Linked DNA regions of Arabidopsis thaliana: regions 2 and 3 are each linked to region 1. Evidence: chromatin contacts called from public ChIA-PET data. All regions are on one chromosome and are shown on one strand. Each heading gives the region's core, a stretch centred on a gene start, on an enhancer-like site or on the middle of the called end of the contact. The rest is flanking DNA. Distances are from core to core; before and after follow the strand shown. Region 1 holds the start of AT2G05812 (a long non-coding RNA gene). Region 2 holds the start of AT2G05760 (Xanthine/uracil permease family protein). Region 3 holds the start of AT2G05920 (Subtilase family protein).

What was found. ChIA-PET counts read pairs in DNA pulled down with a chosen protein or histone mark.
Region 2: an H3K4me3 ChIA-PET map of shoot shows a contact between it and region 1, with 16 read pairs. The contact joins the promoter of AT2G05760 here to the promoter of AT2G05812 in region 1. A contact is called at or near these places in 14 of 26 Hi-C or Micro-C datasets (callus, cotyledon, leaf and 7 more), 1 of 2 datasets of contacts at active chromatin or transcription factors (shoot) and 1 of 3 other capture datasets (seedling).
Region 3: an H3K4me3 ChIA-PET map of shoot shows a contact between it and region 1, with 20 read pairs. The contact joins the promoter of AT2G05920 here to the promoter of AT2G05812 in region 1. A contact is called at or near these places in 2 of 26 Hi-C or Micro-C datasets (root and rosette leaf) and 1 of 2 datasets of contacts at active chromatin or transcription factors (shoot).

What each region holds. Positions count from the first base shown.
Region 1 is chr2:2,212,323-2,217,062 of TAIR10.1, reverse strand. It overlaps AT2G05812 (a long non-coding RNA gene), which reads right to left and starts at 2,173. Exons shown (of 1, transcript NR_140104.1): 1 at 1-2,173. It overlaps AT2G05810 (ARM repeat superfamily protein), which reads left to right. Exons shown (of 2, transcript NM_126594.4): 1 at 1-1,841; 2 at 2,708-3,103. The coding sequence starts at 96. The coding sequence ends at 1,838. AT2G05005 (a long non-coding RNA gene) reads left to right here and starts at 4,253. Exons shown (of 1, transcript NR_140058.1): 1 at 4,253-4,558.
Region 2 is chr2:2,179,012-2,183,324 of TAIR10.1, reverse strand. It overlaps AT2G05760 (Xanthine/uracil permease family protein), which reads right to left and starts at 2,570. Exons shown (of 13, transcript NM_126592.3): 1 at 2,272-2,570; 2 at 1,939-2,036; 3 at 1,689-1,865; 4 at 1,510-1,610; 5 at 1,355-1,430; 6 at 1,216-1,275; 7 at 939-1,126; 8 at 765-861; 9 at 582-668; 10 at 425-483; 11 at 255-346; 12 at 77-154. The coding sequence starts at 2,347.
Region 3 is chr2:2,269,704-2,274,445 of TAIR10.1, reverse strand. It overlaps AT2G05920 (Subtilase family protein), which reads left to right and starts at 1,994. Exons shown (of 2, transcript NM_126605.4): 1 at 1,994-3,838; 2 at 3,951-4,742. The coding sequence starts at 2,239. The coding sequence ends at 4,615.

The DNA.
Region 1 (4,740 bases), core at 924-3,423:
TCACGCCTCTCTCTTTTTCCCGGCAACAACTAACAACAACACTTCTTTACCTTTCTCTCTAAGGCAAAACCCTTCTCTTATGTGACCACTCCTCCATGCATCCCTCCTCCGCCGCCGTCTCCGGCGAACTCACAAAACCACCAACAGCTCCACTCCAACCACTTGTTGACCTAATAACAAACGTCCTCTCCCTCCTCCTCCTCTCTTCCCTCACCGTCCGTTCCTTCATCGGACGGTGGCAAATCCTCCGATCCAAACTCTTCACACTAAACTCATCTCTCTCTTCCTTATCCGAATCACCTCACTGGTCACAAAATCCTCTCCTCCACACTCTCCTCCCTTCTCTCCTCTCAAATCTCCAACGCCTCTCTTCACTCTCCGACCAATGCTCCTCCGCTTCATTCTCCGGTGGTAAACTTCTCATGCAAAGCGACCTCGACATAGCTTCCTCTTCCCTCTCTACTCACATAAGTGACCTTGACCTCCTCCTCAGATCCGGTGTCCTCCACCAACAAAACGCCATCGTTTTATCACTCCCACCACCAACATCAGATAAAGATGACATTGCCTTCTTCATCAGAGACCTCTTCACTCGTCTCCAAATCGGTGGAGCTGAGTTCAAAAAGAAATCTCTAGAATCTCTTCTTCAACTTCTCACCGATAACGAAAAATCCGCAAGAATCATAGCTAAAGAAGGTAATGTTGGTTACTTAGTAACTCTTCTTGATCTCCATCACCATCCTCTAATCCGTGAGCACGCACTCGCCGCCGTCTCGCTGTTAACTTCATCGAGCGCCGACTCGAGAAAGACGGTGTTCGAACAAGGCGGATTAGGTCCATTACTACGATTGCTAGAAACCGGATCTTCACCGTTCAAAACAAGAGCAGCAATAGCGATTGAAGCTATAACCGCCGATCCAGCAACCGCTTGGGCTATCTCAGCTTACGGAGGCGTAACCGTATTAATCGAAGCTTGTAGATCAGGATCTAAACAAGTACAAGAACACATCGCTGGTGCTATAAGCAACATCGCCGCCGTTGAAGAAATCAGAACAACATTAGCTGAAGAAGGAGCTATACCGGTTCTTATCCAACTCTTAATCTCCGGTTCATCATCGGTACAAGAGAAAACCGCGAATTTCATCTCCTTGATCTCATCTTCCGGTGAGTATTACAGAGATTTGATTGTTAGAGAAAGAGGAGGATTACAGATTCTGATTCATTTAGTTCAAGAATCATCAAATCCCGATACGATCGAACACTGTTTGCTTGCTCTCTCTCAGATCTCTGCCATGGAAACAGTTTCTAGGGTTTTATCTTCATCAACAAGGTTCATAATCCGATTAGGTGAATTGATAAAACACGGAAACGTAATCCTTCAACAGATCTCAACTTCTCTTTTATCGAATTTAACAATCAGCGACGGTAACAAACGAGCCGTCGCTGATTGTTTAAGCTCGTTGATTCGGTTAATGGAATCGCCGAAACCGGCGGGGTTACAAGAAGCGGCGACGGAGGCGGCGAAGTCGTTGTTGACCGTTAGATCAAATCGGAAGGAGTTGATGAGAGATGAGAAGAGTGTGATTCGATTGGTGCAAATGTTGGATCCGAGGAATGAGAGGATGAATAATAAAGAGCTTCCGGTGATGGTTGTGACGGCGATTTTATCAGGTGGAAGTTATGCGGCGAGGACGAAGTTGATTGGTTTAGGAGCTGATCGTTATCTTCAATCTCTGGAGGAAATGGAAGTTCCCGGTGCTAAGAAAGCGGTTCAGAGACTCGCCGCCGGTAATCGGTTAAAGAGTATCTTCTTCACTAGACCATGGAAAGATCACTAAAAGGTGCGTGGCGTTTTCGTAATTTTTGTAATTTCTGATTTAAAGTGAAAAGACTAAACTACCCCTCTGATTCGAATGGGACCAGAATTTTTATTTGGCATTAACGTTGATATAGACTTAACAATTAACATGTCTTATTGGCATCTAGATTCATAGAGCTGTCACCGACATGGATTAATTAAACTTGCAAATTATTTGGTAGGGGTGAGATTTTAACCGAACCGACCCAACCCAACCAAATTCAAACCGAGTCAAACCAAACTCAAATTTAAACTTAAACCATTCGGTTACATTTTGTCTCAACCTAAATAGGTCGGTTTGATTCGGTTTTAAACCGAACCGAACCGATAATCCAATGTATTTACTAATTTAATTAATTAATTATATTAATAATATCATAAATAACTAAACTAAATATTTATTTATTTCTAAAACTCTAACCCTTAAAAACCTAGGGCTCTACTTCTATCTTTAAAGTAAAACTCAAAAAAACTTTCATATTTCATTTATTGTTCCGTTTATACAAATAATTATTTTTTTGTACCGAATTAAAAACCGAACCGAACTAATACCAAACCGACCCGAATCAAACTAAAACTGACCCAAACACAAACCAAACCAATTAAGTTCGGTTGAGTATGGTTAAAGTTTTACAAAATCTAAATAAACTGAACCAAACCGAACCCAAAATTAAACCGAAATGTATCTGGGATTTGGAGAATTGGACTGATCTTGGATTCAACCTATGTGAGGCCAAAAGAGATTTACTCAATAATTGATTATGATTAAGGTTCTTATAATGTGGTTCAATGTAAATTTAACTCAAATTTGGTTACTGGAAATGATAATAATTGTCTAAATTTTTACAGGTATGAAGGTTTCAATTTGTGGAAGGAGAATATTCCGATTTCTCATACTCTAAATACAACACATTCACATCAACAACCAATTGTTTTTTTTTTCTTTTCTTTTCTAAATATGAAAATCCTAATATTTATTTTTTAACTATTATCAAAAGTCATGGATGCAGGTTTTATAGTATCCTTCTTCTGTTTTGTTTATTTATTTATAAAGTGGAGAGTTTTTTTTTTTTTTTTACATGTATTTGTGTGATTATATATGTAAATGACTCTTGAGTTTTGATCTGTAGGAGTACTTAATATTGTAACTGTTTTATTTATTTTTATTGTAAGAGTGTCAGTTTTTATTGTGTATTTTTGTTTACCTTATTTATCAATGGGGAAAATATCATTTAAATCATCATTTTATCATTTTTGTTGGTATAAAGCATGAACTCTGGATCTAGTGAATTAAATTCTCAATTTTATGTTGACTTTCAATTTAATCACAGATTATGTTACTGGATTTTGTAAGTGATGGCCGTGTGTACATGCAATCTCTATTGTATCTCCACCTCTTCTTCGGATTGACGTTAAACAATAAACAAATTATTAATCATCGTAATCATCGTACTTAGATTATAAGTAATGGAAGGAAAACACTACAAGTGATTATTGCTTGTATCACTGAATGATTCAATGTTCACATGATTCATATTCATCAAGTGGAATCCACCCTTAGTAATTACTACAAGCAATATCCTAAGGTTTTGGCGAAGAAAGTTTAAACTCAACCAAGCTACACATCTACAAAGATTGGTTGTCAATATATGCACACTACTTCACCCAATCTTGTAGTGTTGCTAGGACCAAGAGAACCGCATTACAATCCGACCATACTTCAAAAGAATTCACATGACGATCATGGAGGCTTTGGATCCACCAGAGGATACAATGGAGTTTCATCGCTATCCAATTCTCCATCGAAAGGAACGCATCACGGGCATGATAAAGTAGGCATGATCACAGTTACGGTTATTACGGTTACGGTTATAATTTTTTTAATTGTAACCTTAACCATTTTATATAAGGTTAAGATGGTTAAAGTTAGATAATGTTACGGTTGAATACAGTTACAGTTACAGTTAAATACGTTTATGGTTATTTGATGATTACAATATATTTAATACTGGTGGCAAAATCTTATTTTTAATTGCTTTTAATAAGATAAAAAGTATGTTGTAGATTCTTTCGTATGCGATATTATTTACTTTTTAAAAAATCTTTATCCGAACATTCGATATCTATCTCTGCATTACAAATAGTTAAAATTATATTTTTAAGGTTTTAACTATGCAGTTAATCGTGCGGTTAACTGTACGGTTAATTACTGTTTTAATGGTTACAATTAATATAGTCTTTTTAATCGTAATTATTCTATTTTTACGGTTAACGGTTTCAACTTTTAACCGTATTATACAATTACGATCCGTTTATAGTTTGGAAATGATCTGGTTACCGTCCGAAATAAGATTACACTTAAATTTTGGTCATGCCTATGATAAAAGGACAGTTTCAAAGTAGCCCCATAGAATCCATGTTTCCCCACAATGATATATATCATTAATCGATAATGAGAAAACATTACATTTTAATACACCAAGCTTTGGTTTAACCCAACGATTGTTCTGCCTCATAAATTGACTGGTCATACGATTAGAAACTTGATGGTTGGACGTATTTTGTTTCCAAAGCCACCTCTTCCCATTTCCCAATTAGTTCCCACTCTTTATTGAATGAATAGTTACCATCTTTAGTATATGCCCACGGCTCAGGAGAAAAAGATCTAATTCTCATACCGATATACCATCACAAGGAGGGAAAAGACTTAGTTAAGAGTTGTGGATCCCATTCTACTTGATCCCTTATTAGATGAGACATCTTGAGATTAAATCGATTAAAAGGTTCTTTGTTAAATGTCGACGCATGAGCATCAAAACCCCACACATCCATCCAAATACTAGTATAGTTTTCATCTCTGATGGATTACAGAAGTCCACATT
Region 2 (4,313 bases), core at 1,321-3,820, 34 kb after region 1:
CCAACCATACATGTATTGAATTCTTATGTCTTGATGATGATATTGTCTTTGATGTAGTAAGTGATGATGGTCTTACCAACAAGGCCGAAGAGGATGCAGTGCAACGCTGCGTATATCGGGACTGGTATCGATGCGAAAACAGCTCCGAATTTGCCTGATCAAAACAAAACGACCAAAACCAAACGTTAAGGATCACAAGAGATAGTACAATAGTATGGTTCAAGACTAGGAGTATGAGTTATGTTATAATATACCCAATGTTGAGAAAACAATCATGAAGCCTGCAGATACTTGAACAACACGACGACTACCAACTCTTGTTAACCCTAGAAGTCCTACATTTTCACTGCAGACACATTCAACTCCTTCATTAGAGTGTCAAAACATAGAACAGTAGCTTACAAGAAGAAGTTATTTAACTTACACTAGAACAGTAGAGCCTGTGCCTGTTCCAAATAGACCATCAAGCAATACACCAATGCCCTGAGTTTTAAGAAGAAACATAGCAGAACATATGTAAGATACATAAGAAGGTGTGATATGTAAATAAATGTGTTTCTTTCATCAAACTATTGATTCACCTGCCATCCAATGCCTCTACTCAATACATAAGCAGGAGGCGGCGTGGCTATAGCTAATCTTGAAGCCGCAATGTAAGCTCCAGTAGACTGCACAATCCATTAACTTAACCATCACATTTTCTCCTCTAACAAAATCAAACTTAAGTTTACTTGCAATGAATATTAACAATGCTGCTTCATTACCTCGACCATGGATACAAGAACCGCAGACATCATAGCAAACGAATGGCCTACTGAAAATGTAGGAGGTCCCCACTGGAGAGGGTATGGAAACTTAAACCTGATGACAGATTATAAGCAGAATGAGATTATGGAAAATGTAACTACAATACACAAGGATACTAAGCTGTCCAATACCATGGAGCTGTTGAAATAAGATTAGCTTTGTCTGTTCGACAACTATGCTGTGTAAGTGATGGTTTGCCTCTATAAGCACCACTTGCGGTCAGAATTACAGCGTAGATCCAAACAATTGTAACACAGATCAATATCGGAAATCTTTCAAAGATTGGGACATCTTTAAATGGTCTAACATGTTTTAGATACTGCCAAGAAGAAAAAAAAACAAGATATGTAAGAGAGAAAACAACTTGGAAAGCAAGCAAAGAAAGTCTAAACAACACAAAGCTCTTACTTGGGTTAGTCCAATGACAAGCAATAGCATCGGTAGTCCAATCTCGATGCAGTTCCCGAGCTACAGAATCAAAGTTTAGAAGAGATTCTTGATGTTAATGCAAATTCAATGGTGTGGAGTGGGGCTTTGTATGAATTACCTGAGGAAATCCTCGCTGAAACATCCCGAGACCAACCAATCCGACAACCGGTGCCATTCCTAGAGGACTGAAGAACCTACAAGTTGAAAAAGGATCAAAAGCAAGTAATGAATTGGGATAAAGATAACAATAACAAAAACAAAGGCAATGAGTACCTTGAGAAAAGACCCCAAACTTGGCTATATCCTAGAATAATCTGTATGCTTGATGCTACAATCAACGCCCCTTGTATAGCACGCATTGTATGAATAAATCTCTGTAACAAAAAAAACATAACTACATTGTCGATATACATACAAAAACAAAAACGATCTTGTCGAGTATCTTTTTTTACCTCATGATCATTAGATATCTTTTGCAAAGAAGAGTCATTGATGATATAAGCAATAGGGACAACATAAGCAAGAGAGCCTCCAACAACAGCAGGCAACCTTGTACCAAAGAGAGCTTGAAGAAGTGTTTTGATACCAGCTACAAAGAGTAATGTCTGTATAACCCGCGCTCTGTCCCCCTTTTAGACAACAAGAATAAGATTAGTTTAGCAACGATGTTCTTCAATAAAAACATACAAGAAGCACACTTACATCAGAGCCACCCATAGCTGGAACGAGCAATGCGGGTATAAAAGCACTTGTTCCAAGCATTAGTATGTAGTTTTGGAATGCTAGTAACACCGTCTCGGCTGCAACAACCAATCACTTCATTCAAATTATCATATATAAACACAATGAGTTAGTGAAAGCGATTGCTAATTTTTGCACAAACTCTATAAAAGGCCCACCAAAAACACTCAGGTTATTATATTTCCTAATAACGAATAATTAAATCGGTTCATGTGGTCATTAGTACCATAAACAAACACTTATTATATTCCATTGCACAAAACTATATAGAGAGTGAGAGAGAGAGAAGAGTACGCCAAGGAGGGTTAGAGTCGATGCAATATTCAAGGTCTTGAAGCTGTTCCATTGGAGGATGACTTATCTCCGCCATGGCTACGCCGCCACACAAACAAAACAAAAAAACAAAATCTCCTTTTCCGATGAACAGACACAGAGGAGGAAGAAGAAGACGAAGAGTAAGAAGAAGAAGAAGAAAAAAAAAAGTTAAAGGTTAGAGATATAAAGTAGTGAGGAAAAAGGAAAAAAAAAAAGGAATATTTTACGGATTTGCCCCTGATTCGAATTTAAAAGCTTCTCTACTCTGTAAACTTATTATTCTCTCTCTCTCTTGTACAGGCGTGGCGTTGATGAGTTTCTTTCTCTTTCTTTACTTTTTTTTTTTTGAATTAATTGTTGGATTATTTTACGGATTTGCCCCTGATTCGTTCTGTCTATCTACCAATTAGATCTTTTTTTCTAAAGTGGGGTCCATCCCAACGGAGTCAATTAGTTCTCAGGTTTTTTTTTTTTTGAAAATTTTGTTGTTGCATGAGAGAGAGATCTTAAATGCCAAAACAGAATCTTCTACAACTTGTTTTCATCTAGTTGTAAAATTTTGGACTTATTTATTACTATTTTACATACTTTTTTTTAAGTTTCAGATTTTATTTTATTTTATCATTTTATTCCTCTGAGTAGAAATACTTTTTTTTTTGTAAGTAGAGATCATATTATTTAATTTTATATAGATTTGTTTTTGTAAAAAATAAAAATGTAGTTTCTTAAACAAAATAGATTTGTTCATGAGGAAAATAGTTAAATTTTGTACTAGTTAAAAAATGTATTTTCTTAAACACTTAAGATTCTTTGTTTTAATTTTCTTAAAGATTTATTTTCCTACTTAAGAAAAAATTACCGTATTTTTTTGTTCATATCCTTTTGTGAATCACATCGATACATTTCAGAAACTTTTAGAGTAAATCATAATCGAATTTCGCCAGAATATTAGTTAATTAACTAAGTAGATAATGAACAAAATGTTGAGAGTAAATGTTTGATGCACTAGTTCAATTTTATTTACAAAAACTAATTCACGTTTCACATGTGGTATTTTTTTTTTTTGTTAAAAACAACTTATTCGGACTTGTGCTAACGCCCAATACACAGATAAAATCCAGTTACAAAATAGGTTAAATAGAAAAAGTCACCAACAAACATAAAGACTCGAACCTTGCTACTAGTCGGAAGCAGAGTGACCGAAGCCTTATATCCGGCAGATTCAAGAGTCACAGCTTTACGGCCGATATTATCGACAATAAGCTTTGGACACTAAAAACGTTAATAAAAAAAGACTCCAAAATTTTACATTTTAACAAACCAAGAAAAATGAAAAAATATGAGTTAATTAATGTCAAAGATTGCATGAAAATCTAGTCGTCAGTCCTCTAACATGCTTTCCGAGATCTACATTTTTGGTTAAATATCTCATTCTCTCTTTATAGTAAAAAGAGCCATCCCTAATTAAATAGTTGAAATTCGCAAACCATTGGACAGAACATAAATATCATTCGGCATGCATATGGTTTTTCTGTCTTTTGTGTGGGAGCACGTGTTATCTTCCTTAATTGTGATAAGCGATACGATAAATTTATCTACCAGAAAACATAACAAGAATAAAGAATGCATTTAATGTCGTCCCAAAACCTCTCCGGGAGAAAGAGACTGCGTTTTTAAACAATTAAGTTTACAAAAAAATTCTTAAACAATTACGAAGAAGTAGAAACAAACTCTCATGCTCAATAACAAGCAGATAAAAAATAATGCCACTTACACAGAATGTTTTTGTAAATTATTCCTAAACAAAATAATAATCTTTTTTGGCAGATTAGAGAATTTGTTTAAAATCTTTTAACTAAAAAAGAAAGAAAAGAATTCAAATGAGGTAAATTCAAAAAGTCTTCATGAGTTTTTTGGAATCATAGATATCCTGGTTATATATTTTTAAAAATTATGTTGAGCCAAACGGTAAAAACATGACCAAAACGATGTTGTTTGGTTTGTTGAATTGTACACAAAAG
Region 3 (4,742 bases), core at 745-3,244, 58 kb before region 1:
CCATCGAGGTCTTCGGTCTTCTAGGTTAGCCTTCAAGATCTTGGATCACTCCAAATCTTCGCGTGAATATCTTCTTTCCAAACTGAACTCCTCCTGTTGTGGTCTCCACGTCATTCGTTCATTTGGCGGCATATCCACGTCAGCATCAATTACTTGATCTTCACTTTAGTCTTCTGAAACAGCTTCCAGCTTGTTCCAGCAATCAACACTCCTTCTGATTGTTCTGACAGAGGGTGCACTAACATTTTTATCTCCCAAAATTGTCTACTTCTTTGTAGGCTATTATTGATGGTAGAAATCAGATTTTGGTCAGCGTCTGGGCTTGCCATTGCCTCCTCTAGCTTTTGCCTATTCTCTTCAGTGGCTTTTTGACTATTTTGATGCTTAGTCCTAGTTCAGGTAATGATTTCTTGTATAAATCTACTGACATTTTCCTCAACATCCTCCATGGCGTCAAAGTTCCAAGCTGCTTAAATTAAAATAGAGACTTCCTCATTGTCTTTCAATCTTTTATCGTACTTAAAAACTCCTTTTTTCTTTTCCTCGAATACATTAAAGTGAGTAAGAAGTGGTTGACGGTCTGAGCTTTCAAACCTTAAATACTCCCAACGACTGGATGGGTAAGCCTTAGCCCTTGTTCCATTTGACATAGCCCTATATAGTGTGCAATGAACAATGAGCTCATGTCTCTTTCCTCTCCAAGAGAAGAAGTTGCTCAAGTGTCTGAGATCGTATAAGTCACATTCTGACATGAATGACCTAATGTTCACAAAAGTACCTTCATGTATGATTTGTCCTCCTTGTTTTTCTGATGCATCAATGATGTCATTAAAATCTCTTGTTAAGTGCCAAGGTTCTTCTCTATTCCCATGAATAATTAAGATCTCATGTTTTCAACAAGTATTACTAAAACTATTATTTTTATTCTTCAAACTCAAAAAGTAGAGCTATATAGTGACAAAAAAACTGTTGCACGTAAATTTATCGTCATAAAAATGACTTTTAACATAACACGTGAATTACACATTGTTTAATGATACGTTACTAAAAAAGATAACGTTATTTTTTGACCACCGATTTTTAAGTAATAAATACATGAATTGTTACAAGCAAAAAAATGTTGAGAGCTTATTCAATTTCATCATACTAGTGTGACATCATTGCTACATATATTGAATATATTGCACGTTTTTAGTTACACATATAAACACTCGTATGCATAACTACGTCAGGTATCCCGACAACAAAATTCACCTAATTTGTTTTAGTTAGCAAACCTGATCTAAAAACTCAACATTATGGGTCTTTCAACTTGAGTTAAGTACACAAACTCTCCCATACCAAGCTGTGAAGAGATCCAAAAAACAATATCCAATGTCTACATTTATTTTTATTTCTATTTTAAAGAAAATATAATCGATTTAGCTTCAATAACTCTAAAATAGAAAAAAAAAGAAATTACTATATATAGATTACTCTTAAATTTTCAATCAAAATCCAAAAAAAATATTTCTCAACATAACACATCTTACTACTTTAAAAACCTCACAAAATAGTTATTATATTATTCTTAGTCAAATTCATAACCTATATTCCCTATTTTCCGGTCAGTCATATGCTTTTGCTAATAAACTTAAATATAGATAGATCTGATAAATTCTTTTCGGAACCAATTATTTTCTTCCCTTAATTTATTAGTTGTTACCCTTTAAATGATCTTAATTCTAAAAAACAGACCAACAACTTTATTAGCTACCCTTAAATGATCTTTAGTTTTCAACAAACTCATCAACAATTTTATAAATTCTTAAACCCAACATCATCCACCCAAACACAATTATTAAAAAAACAATCTATATGTTTATAAACATATAATAAAATAAAATAAAAAGACACAAAAAGAACGTTGAAAAAAGAAAGAAAAAGACACAAAAGAACGTTTGAGGAAACCAATAAAAAGAAAAATGGGCCTGAGAGACTGAAGAACAACCCTTTTATCACGTATCGTGTCTCCAGCTGTATATATATTTCCCACACACACTCTTTTTCAAAACCCCACCGACGATGGCATTTCCGTTATTATTCTAACGGTCACACGTCCCTTACGTGTCCACCACTTTTTTTTATTATTATTTTAATCCCATCACTCTTTCTCTCTCTCTCCCTATCTTCTTCTTCTTCTTCTTCTTATTCCCCACACTCTCTTCTTCTCTACTTCACCATCATTCACACACACTCATGGCTTCTTCTTCTTCTTCTTCTTCCTCCATCACAATCATCACCACCTTCCTCTTCCTTCTCCTCCACACAACCGCCAAAAAAACCTACATCATCCGCGTCAATCACTCCGATAAACCGGAATCATTCCTCACTCACCACGATTGGTACACATCTCAACTCAATTCAGAATCATCTCTTCTCTACACTTACACAACCTCCTTCCATGGCTTCTCCGCTTACCTCGACTCCACCGAAGCCGATTCTCTCCTCTCCTCCTCAAACTCAATCCTCGATATCTTCGAAGATCCTCTCTACACACTTCACACTACGCGTACTCCTGAGTTTCTCGGTCTCAATTCCGAATTCGGTGTTCACGATCTCGGTTCTTCTTCTAACGGCGTTATCATCGGAGTTTTAGATACTGGCGTTTGGCCTGAATCTAGAAGCTTCGATGATACTGATATGCCTGAGATTCCTTCTAAATGGAAAGGAGAATGTGAATCTGGTTCCGATTTCGATTCCAAGTTGTGTAACAAGAAGCTTATCGGAGCTAGAAGCTTCTCCAAAGGATTTCAAATGGCTTCTGGTGGTGGTTTTTCGAGTAAGCGTGAATCTGTTTCTCCTCGTGATGTTGACGGACATGGAACACATACTTCAACTACCGCCGCGGGATCCGCCGTTAGAAACGCTAGCTTCCTCGGTTACGCCGCCGGTACGGCCAGAGGTATGGCCACTCGTGCTCGTGTTGCTACTTATAAAGTTTGTTGGAGTACTGGTTGTTTTGGATCTGATATACTAGCTGCTATGGATCGAGCTATACTTGATGGTGTTGATGTGCTTTCGTTATCTCTTGGTGGTGGTTCTGCTCCGTATTATCGCGATACGATTGCGATTGGAGCGTTTTCGGCTATGGAGAGAGGTGTTTTTGTGTCTTGTTCTGCTGGTAATAGTGGTCCTACTAGAGCTTCTGTTGCCAATGTTGCTCCTTGGGTTATGACTGTTGGTGCTGGTACTTTAGATAGAGATTTTCCGGCTTTTGCGAATCTCGGTAACGGGAAACGACTTACCGGTGTTTCGCTGTATAGCGGTGTAGGAATGGGGACGAAGCCGCTTGAATTGGTTTATAATAAAGGGAATAGTAGTTCGAGTAATCTTTGTTTACCTGGTTCGCTTGATTCGAGTATTGTTCGTGGGAAGATTGTTGTTTGTGATAGAGGTGTTAATGCTAGAGTTGAGAAAGGAGCTGTGGTTAGAGATGCTGGTGGTTTAGGGATGATAATGGCGAATACTGCTGCGAGTGGAGAGGAGCTTGTGGCGGATAGTCATTTGCTTCCCGCGATCGCTGTAGGGAAGAAGACTGGTGATTTACTTAGGGAGTATGTTAAGTCAGATTCTAAACCAACCGCTCTTCTTGTTTTTAAAGGAACGGTTCTTGACGTTAAGCCGTCTCCTGTGGTTGCTGCTTTTAGCTCGAGAGGTCCTAATACTGTTACTCCTGAAATCTTGAAGCCTGATGTTATTGGTCCTGGAGTTAATATTTTGGCTGGTTGGTCTGACGCTATTGGTCCTACTGGTCTTGACAAGGACTCTAGGAGGACTCAGTTCAACATCATGTCAGGTACTCAACTTTGAAACTTGATTTTGATTACATATTTTTGTTATTGATTAATCTATGATTGTAGAGAGGGGTTTGTTTTGTTTGACATGAAAAAGTGTCTGATTATTGTTAGGTACGTCAATGTCATGCCCACACATCAGTGGTTTAGCGGGTCTTTTGAAAGCAGCTCACCCTGAGTGGAGTCCGAGTGCTATCAAATCAGCTCTCATGACTACAGCTTACGTTCTTGACAACACCAACGCTCCTCTCCATGATGCTGCAGACAACAGCCTATCTAACCCATATGCTCACGGCTCGGGCCATGTAGATCCCCAAAAGGCTCTCTCACCAGGTCTTGTCTACGACATCTCAACCGAGGAATACATCAGGTTTTTGTGCTCTCTAGACTACACAGTCGATCACATTGTTGCGATTGTGAAGCGACCTAGCGTTAACTGCTCGAAGAAGTTCTCAGATCCTGGTCAGCTCAACTACCCAAGTTTCTCGGTTTTGTTTGGGGGTAAAAGAGTTGTGCGGTACACTCGGGAAGTAACAAATGTTGGTGCAGCAAGCTCGGTTTACAAAGTGACGGTTAATGGAGCTCCTAGTGTCGGAATCTCTGTTAAACCATCGAAACTTTCGTTTAAAAGCGTGGGAGAGAAGAAGAGGTACACAGTCACGTTTGTTAGCAAGAAAGGAGTGAGTATGACGAACAAGGCTGAGTTTGGTTCCATCACTTGGAGCAATCCGCAGCACGAAGTGAGAAGTCCCGTTGCATTCTCTTGGAACCGGTTTTGATAAAAAAACTAACATCCCTAGTGATGATGTTTTCTATTTAAGTTATCTTGATTGGGTTTAGGCTAAACCAAAGCCCATCATGAGCCATAAGTAGTGGGAAGTGTTCTTGTGTGGTTTGGTTTGAGTC